2 separate regions of the Zea mays genome follow, and region 2 is linked to region 1. Evidence: chromatin contacts called from public Hi-C data. All regions are on one chromosome and are shown on one strand. The core of a region is the stretch at or near the end of the contact, and the rest is flanking DNA. Distances in the headings are between cores, read along the strand shown.

Evidence for each region. Hi-C and Micro-C count contacts between places; a contact is called where the count stands out from the background.
Region 2: a Hi-C map of tassel shows a contact between it and region 1, with 5 times the contacts expected there. The contact joins the promoter of LOC100191586 here to the promoter of LOC103654354 in region 1. A contact is called at or near these places in 5 of 25 Hi-C or Micro-C datasets (bundle sheath, ear, leaf and 1 more).

Annotation. Positions count from the first base shown.
Region 1 is chr4:194,957,812-194,961,507 of Zm-B73-REFERENCE-NAM-5.0, reverse strand. LOC103654354 reads left to right here and starts at 2,229. Exons shown (of 3, transcript XM_008681197.4): 1 at 2,229-2,636; 2 at 2,736-2,925; 3 at 3,058-3,338. The coding sequence starts at 2,332. The coding sequence ends at 3,084.
Region 2 is chr4:195,122,549-195,126,151 of Zm-B73-REFERENCE-NAM-5.0, reverse strand. It overlaps LOC100191586, which reads left to right and starts at 1,582. Exons shown (of 8, transcript NM_001365504.1): 1 at 1,582-1,845; 2 at 1,949-1,989; 3 at 2,067-2,116; 4 at 3,372-3,516. The coding sequence starts at 1,666.

The sequences.
Region 1 (3,696 bases), core at 980-3,479:
ACCTCGTTTTTTCGAAGGATTTCTATTTTCTCAGGTAAATTAGTTTGTTTTTTAGGAAAGTAGAATTTTTTTGAAAAATAAAGTTCTCAAACTATTCCTAAGTACCAAACGTTGCAGTGAATAAAGAGCTTGCATTCTTACCGGTCACTATTCATGGTGCAACAGCGGAAGCGGATGGGAATTCAGAGATGATAGTTTAAGGCCTTTTTAAGATCAAAGGATTATTTACTGAATCTTACGTTTTTCCGGTGTTCTTAAACTAATTGCTATAAATTTTTTAAACCATTTCCGTGAATTTCCTGCGTTCGTTGTAAAGGAGCCATAATTCTGGGATTACCAAGGGCAATCATCTTTTGCCTAGCTCTGCCGATCGTCCAGCTCTCGTCGTCCCCAAAAGCTTTCACGGCTTCAAATCTGCTTGGACGCAAGGTGCAGGTGCAGCAACAGCTGGTTGGCTGCTGTGTGCGCGTGACAGGATGCCTTCATGCGGGCAAGCAGCCATTGGGCGGGGGATTGAAAGCGGCCTCAGACACCGAGGCGACACCAGCTTCCCGGCTTCAAATCTGCTTGACTGCTTGGACGCAAGTTGCAGCAACGGATGGCTGCCTGCTGTGTGCGCGTGACAGGATGCCTTCATGCGGGCAAGCAGCTACCAAGGGCCGCGGGAATGAAAGCGGCCTCAGATACCGAGGCGACACCAGCTAGCTTTTAGACTGTCCGCAGCGTCGCACTACCCTAGCCCTCCTCTCCCCTGATCGTTTAGCGGCTAGAGACCACCTCTTTGTCCCGCAGCGCAGCCCTATACTGCGCCCCTTGGTAGCCGACCACATCTCTCCGGCTAAAAAGTTTAGAGCAACTTCCAAAACTGATTATTTAGAGTAGGCTAAAAAGTTTTACAAGTGAATTATGATGGGTACTTCAACAGTTCCTCTAAATATAACATGTGGCGCAATTTATATAGTCGTCGGTAGAATCTGGATGATCCAATACGTTGATGAATGGATTGAGGAGGGATAAAACATGCCAAAATGTGAGGGAGAGGAGGTTGTGGATGTAGGACGCGAATTTTTTGGGAAGAACGAGGGAGCTGTTGGAGTAAGAAAAACAACTATTCTTTACTAATATATGTTTTGAGGTTAGTTTACAAGTTCTTTTGGATTTGCTCTTAGGGACTACATGCTACCCCTTCGTCCCCCAGCGCAGCCCTCTACTGGGCTCCGTGTTAGTGGACCGTCTCTCTCACGACAAATGGAGGGGGTCTGTGTTCACCCCGCACGAGCGGCTTCTCGAGGACGCCAGCGGCGACGCCAGCGGCCGCATGTTCCAGAAGAAAACGATGACAATGGTCGCCCGTGTCTCGAGTCATGACGGATTTCAAGCGAAGGTCAGACGACAGTTTGGCATGGACAGAAGCAATATGTGCTATTTTACATGTACTTGCTCACATGAAAACGACGGGGGATTGTTAGGGTTTAAGGTCCGGAACAAAAGTATTCGGCGAACGTTTGATTCGCCGGCCCATCCTTCGTCTCGGACTCCATCATCGAACTAACTCGTCAGATCTGTTCTCCTCACCGCCGCTCCCTCTCCACCGACACTATTTCTCCGGCGATCCAGCAAATGGGAAGTTGGACGGTTTTCAGTATAACAAAATTAATTAATTTGTGCTTCGTAATGGTATTAAAGGTAAGTTTAAACTGATTTTATCGAATATTTTTTTCCTTTTGAATACGAATAGTATCGAATATTTTACGGTTTTATCGAATGCTGTCGAATATGAATCTTAAACCTGATAGATAAAAACCGAATTCGGATATGTTTATTTAACATCCATACTAATATCGAATATGAATACGGATATCCATATTAATATACTTTATCTAAATATGAATACGAATAATTCGGATCTCTAGACATCCAAATCCATCCCAAATCTGAAGAGTGCTAGCTAGGAGCTGCCGAGGAAGGTAGTAGTAGTACTGTACTCCTAAACTGGAATACTATCTGCTATAAATGCGCTTCGGGAGTATGCATGCAAGGAAAGTGCATGAGTAATTAGGGGCAGCATGGTCACAAAATCCTTCAAAAATATGAAACGTCAGTTTTTTTTTGTGATTCCCCTCCAAAACAAACAGCTAGAACGTCAGGGAGTAACTACAACTGGTAGACTGAGCTGCAGTATTGTTGGGCCTATAAATACACTGCACTATTCCAGGTCGATCTCACACGGGTTAGAGTATTCCATTCCATCAGCTTGCTCTAAGAGAAAGAAAAAAAAGGAGAGCACTACCTCTCCCTCCCACTCCCATTCCCAGCAGCAAGGTAATAGCCATGGCGCCACACGATTCCGGGCGCCTTGATCACTACAAGCTGGAGCTCCATGAGCTCCACTACCAGCTAACCCTTGTACAACACTGGTGTGGCACCAGCAAAGCAAACCAAGTAGCAGTCGCAGCTCCCGGAGGCCGTAGTAAGCTGGGAAACTTGATCGCTAACGATTGGGATCTAGAAGACCCCCGTCAGAACGGGAAAATCGTTGCGCATGCCAAGGGCCTGCATGTCCAGTCCAGCAGAGGAGAGGTCTCAGACGAAAGCTGGCACGCTTCGTTCGACATCATCTTCCAGCAAGGAAGCGGGTACGTACGTCGTCGTCGTCAATGCAAATTAACTTGTGTTGCTTGAAATTGGAGGAGAGCTAGCATGCATTGTTTTTTCTTTTCTTTTGTTTGGTACAGACTGGAAGGGTCGACACTTCAGGTGATGGGGCCTAACGTCTACAAGGGAGAGTGGTCCATCGTCGGGGGTACAGGAAAGCTGACGATGGCTCGAGGCGTCATCTACAAAGAAGAGCTGTGTGTGGTCGATGGCATGGCCAGAATTGGCCTTGAGATCCATGCCTTCTACATCCCCATGGAACGAAAAGACGTACGTGTGAGCCTACTAGGCTACTACTACTACCTGTTCTTCCCTTAACTATTGTTTTTTTTCTTACAATTAATAACAATCTGCTTCCGCGCGCATATGATTAATTAATCAATTAATTATAATTGTTGGCAGGCCGCAAAGAATGTTTGGCGCTGGTGAAATCGTCGTCCTTTTCCTTCCCGTGTTCCAACTGCCAGTGGTCGTCTTGTCGTCGTCAATAATAAAAAGACAAGTCCGGTGTCGTTAGTTGATCAGGACTACCTATCAGTTGTAGTAACTGTTTCGGCTGCTGAAAAGCCGAAAAGCAAGCGTCAGAGATTGAAATATGTATCGTTCATTGAAATATGTATCGGACATTCGGACTGCGGACGCGACGATCCATGGCGATCTCGCGCACCGCTAGCTTCTTCTCATTCGTTTTCTCTGGGCTCTGCTACGGCGTGTGTCTTGCTTTCTTGGTTCGACGATCGATCAATGGCGATACCCCTGCGCGTACGTGTGCAGCTTGCCATGGCGCACGCGCAGCTCTGCCCGGGCGCTGCTCCGCACCCCTGCTCCCGGCGCCGTCGGTCATCCTTCCCAGCTCGCTACCCCAAGCGCAGCCGCACTGACATCGTTGGCCTTCGAGCGCGCAGTGGCAAGACCCCGGCCGTCGCCGCAGGCCGCAGCCATGTGGCCAGCGTCCGCCTATGGCTGGCAACACAACAGTGGTGGTCAAAGCGGGCATCGTCATGCTCGAGACCCCGCGCTGGTGACGGGCGGCCACGAGGT
Region 2 (3,603 bases), core at 333-2,832, 170 kb before region 1:
GGAGGACTATGTCGATAGATCTTGTAAGAATGGTTATATGCCTGGTTATAAGGTGTGTGTGCACCATGGCGAGGACCCACCTCCTCGTATTGTATCGAAAGTTCAGTCACATGAAGAGGTGGACTATGATAGGATGGAAGAGATGCTTGAGATATATGCCATGAGCTTTTACCGGTTGATTCCGAGAACCCCGTCATTAATGATATACTCGAGTACAAGTTTGGATGGCGGAAGTAAAACACAATGATCGATTACAAGGCCACGACACTATAATCCTTGCCCACCAATGCGAGTAGGTGTATTATATGACATATCCATCTAAGAAGAAGAGTTTGGTTGATTGGAGAGTAGTGTACAAAGTTAATCCTCGTGAACAACTATATGCTCCTGGTGAAGCTGGTTATGTTGAAAGTCAAATCGAGCAGGAAGTAGGGGTTGCTGAGATTTTCCAAGACGATGAACTTACAAGCGCGTTTAAACTGAGCTATCGAGCCTCTTTACATGAGTCAATTAGCTTTCTAGGGGTATTTAGAACTTATCCAAACTATAGAACTATTGTTAGATCATCTATTCCAAGATTTATCCCTTTTTGGTTGGTTTTAAGCTGTTTCTAACTTAGAAGCTATGAATTTGATCTTATTAACATGTGAATCAAAAACTTAAGTCAGTCTGTATGATTGTGATAGTTATTAAACATCAAAATCAATATAGATAATGATTTAAGATCATTTCATATATTAACCTTTTGACCTTTTGAATTGAATTTTTTTTTAAATGTTGCACGTATGTTAAGCCCACTGTTTGGTACCGATTATAAGATGGATTATTATCAAATCTAGGTGACTAGGTTATAGAGAGTTCTTATATTGAAATTCTAACTTACTCCTTAAATAGTTGTCTACTTATTCGTCTACTTAGCCGAGACACTCCTATAATCTTGTTTGTAAGATATAGAGCTTTTTTAGACTTATTACAACACTTTCCCCTCAATTTTCTTCATATATCCCACCATATAGCCACGTTAACAAAATTCTATCCCTACTTTTCTCCCTTCCGCAGTGGTTCCTCTTAAATTCTCCTCCTTTACCATACAACAACATGACAAAGTCATAACAGAAAAAACATGATTTTCTATTGTTCTCACAAACTCAGCACAAATTACTATAAAGATATTTTTGTCTAATGTTTTTCAAAAACTTTAGCGCCACTCAAAAAAGTCCCATAAGAGAAGTCAAAGTTTGTTTTTTTCCGTAAATCACACATATTATTATAAAAACTGTAGTTAGATTTTTTTACCAAATCTTTTTAAAAAATAATTTTCGTTTAGCTCCACTTAAAGTTGTTCTACATAAGGATTTGGAGCCATACAGTGTGTTTATAACTTTAGATCCATTGTAGTGGGTCATGGCATACAGCTGCGCGGACTGTCAATTATGATGACGGCCCACTAATGTGCACGTGGGCCTCAACAGGCCTACATACCTGCGCGCAAACACCTTTACCGTGGGCTGGCCCACGTAGCCAGCCATCCCTGTCCTCCACCGCGTCCGACTCGGACGTGATGTGATTGTTCCGGATACATCCTCCCCTCGCCAGTCCCCACTCCCCACCCAACTCCACGATTGCTGCTCGCTGCTGCGGCTCCGCTCAGATCCAGTGCCCCCGATGCCGCCGCCGCCGCAGTTGAACGGGGGCAAGGTGACCCCGAACCTGGCGATGGATGCGGCGGCCACTCGTCTGCTCAACCTCACGGTGCTCCAGCGCCTGGACCCAGCCGTCGAGGACATCCTCATCACCGCCGCACACGTCACGCTATACGACTTCAACATCGATCTCAACCAGTGGGTGAGCCACCGATCCCCCCCACGCGCGCTCCATTTACTAGACCCTGATCCCATCCGGCATGATCTCACGGCGGATTATCTGGTTGTTGGCTTGTTCCGCGCAGAGCCGGAAGGACGTCGAGGGGTCGCTGTTCGTCGTCAAGAGGTGAGGGTTTGGGTTGGGGGTTTTGCTTGCGCTCGTATGCGGTCTGGCTCTGTCCTGATTCTGCTCGATTGGTCCAGGAACTCGCAGCCCAGATTCCAGTTCATTGTCATGAACAGGCGCAACACTGGTACGCACTATCTTTGGTTGGACTTTCTGGTTTGCGTCTCGGGTGGTTGAATTGGTTTTATGATGACCCTTGGCTGACTAGAAGCTGTATCAACCAACGGCATCAATTATGATATAAAAACCATTCATTTCGGTTCTTATTAAATGGAGATCACCTTGTGATATCTGAAGTTTAACCAGTGCACTCCAACGCCTAGGTCGTAGAGAAATTTAGCTACACATGTGCCCCCTCCCTCATTTTGTCAAGTCTATCTATCTCCATTTATAGTGGATCACTGTAGCCTGGGTAAGGGTAACCGCATACTGCTCTCTGTTGGCTTCATCTAATGTAGGAACATTGATATATTTTCAGAAGTACTGATGTTGTTCATTCATTTGTTTCTACCCATGATCATGTCCTGCTCTCCCTTGGTTGTTTTATGTGGACGGCCTAATGGCATTTGGGCTTTTGATTTTTAGAGAGCATATATCTCTGCATGAGACTTGCCCTATTCGTCCTCATTATTTAACTCTTTGAATGACCAGCCAACCAATGTTTTTTGTACTACAAACTATCATGTCTTGGGTCATAACAAAAATGTCGACAACTAAATATAGAGCACTGTGAAAGGGCCTTCAGTTGAGTTGGTTAGGTGGTCTAAGTAGCACTCACCATGTCCTGAGTTCTATTCACCATGGGAGCGAATTTCAGGTTGGGGTTGAGAAAATCTCGTTGTCTATCCCACGACAAAGCACAGGTCCAAGGCCTGGCTCTAGTCACGGTCATTCTCACATGGGCTATGGTGCCGCTGTTTTTAGGTGGGGTAGGGGTTCTTGGGGGTTTTCTTGACCTGCGTCCTCGTCTTAATACAATGCCGGGGGGTTGTATTATCCACAGGTCGAGTTTTTTTTAAAATACAACTAGAATGATAGAATCTGAGTATTGCCATGCGTTGGATCAGTAGGTTCATCTGAGGTTTATTTGGTATAATACTATATAAAAGAAGTCAATTTCTTTTTTAAAGATAGTTGTGTAAAGAATTTAGGTTAACTCTACCAAAACCCCGGCTTTTTCTTAGGAACCCACTTGGGGAATATGATGGGTGGACCTGTAGGCAGTTAAACTACATTATGACTTGGACTGGGAGCACAGTTCTAGTTTCCAAGGCATGTGAAATAAACTGATAGAACTTTAGTACCTTTAAGTTTATATGCACGAAGCCAGATGATGATTCATATGGTAAATCCTTCATGATGAGGCGTGTTGTTCTCAACAGATAATCTGGTGGAGGATCTCTTAAGTGATTTTGAATACGAACTTCAACCTCCATATTTGTTGTACCGGAATGCTTCACAAGAAGTAAATGGAATTTGGTTTTACAATCAACATGACTGTGAAGCTGTTGCAAGTCTATTTGGAAGGTAAAGGCTTTTCATGTATTCTCCTCTCCTCATGTCGGAGGAATCTTTCTCTGAAATTCTGATGTAGATCATAAACATTATTGAACA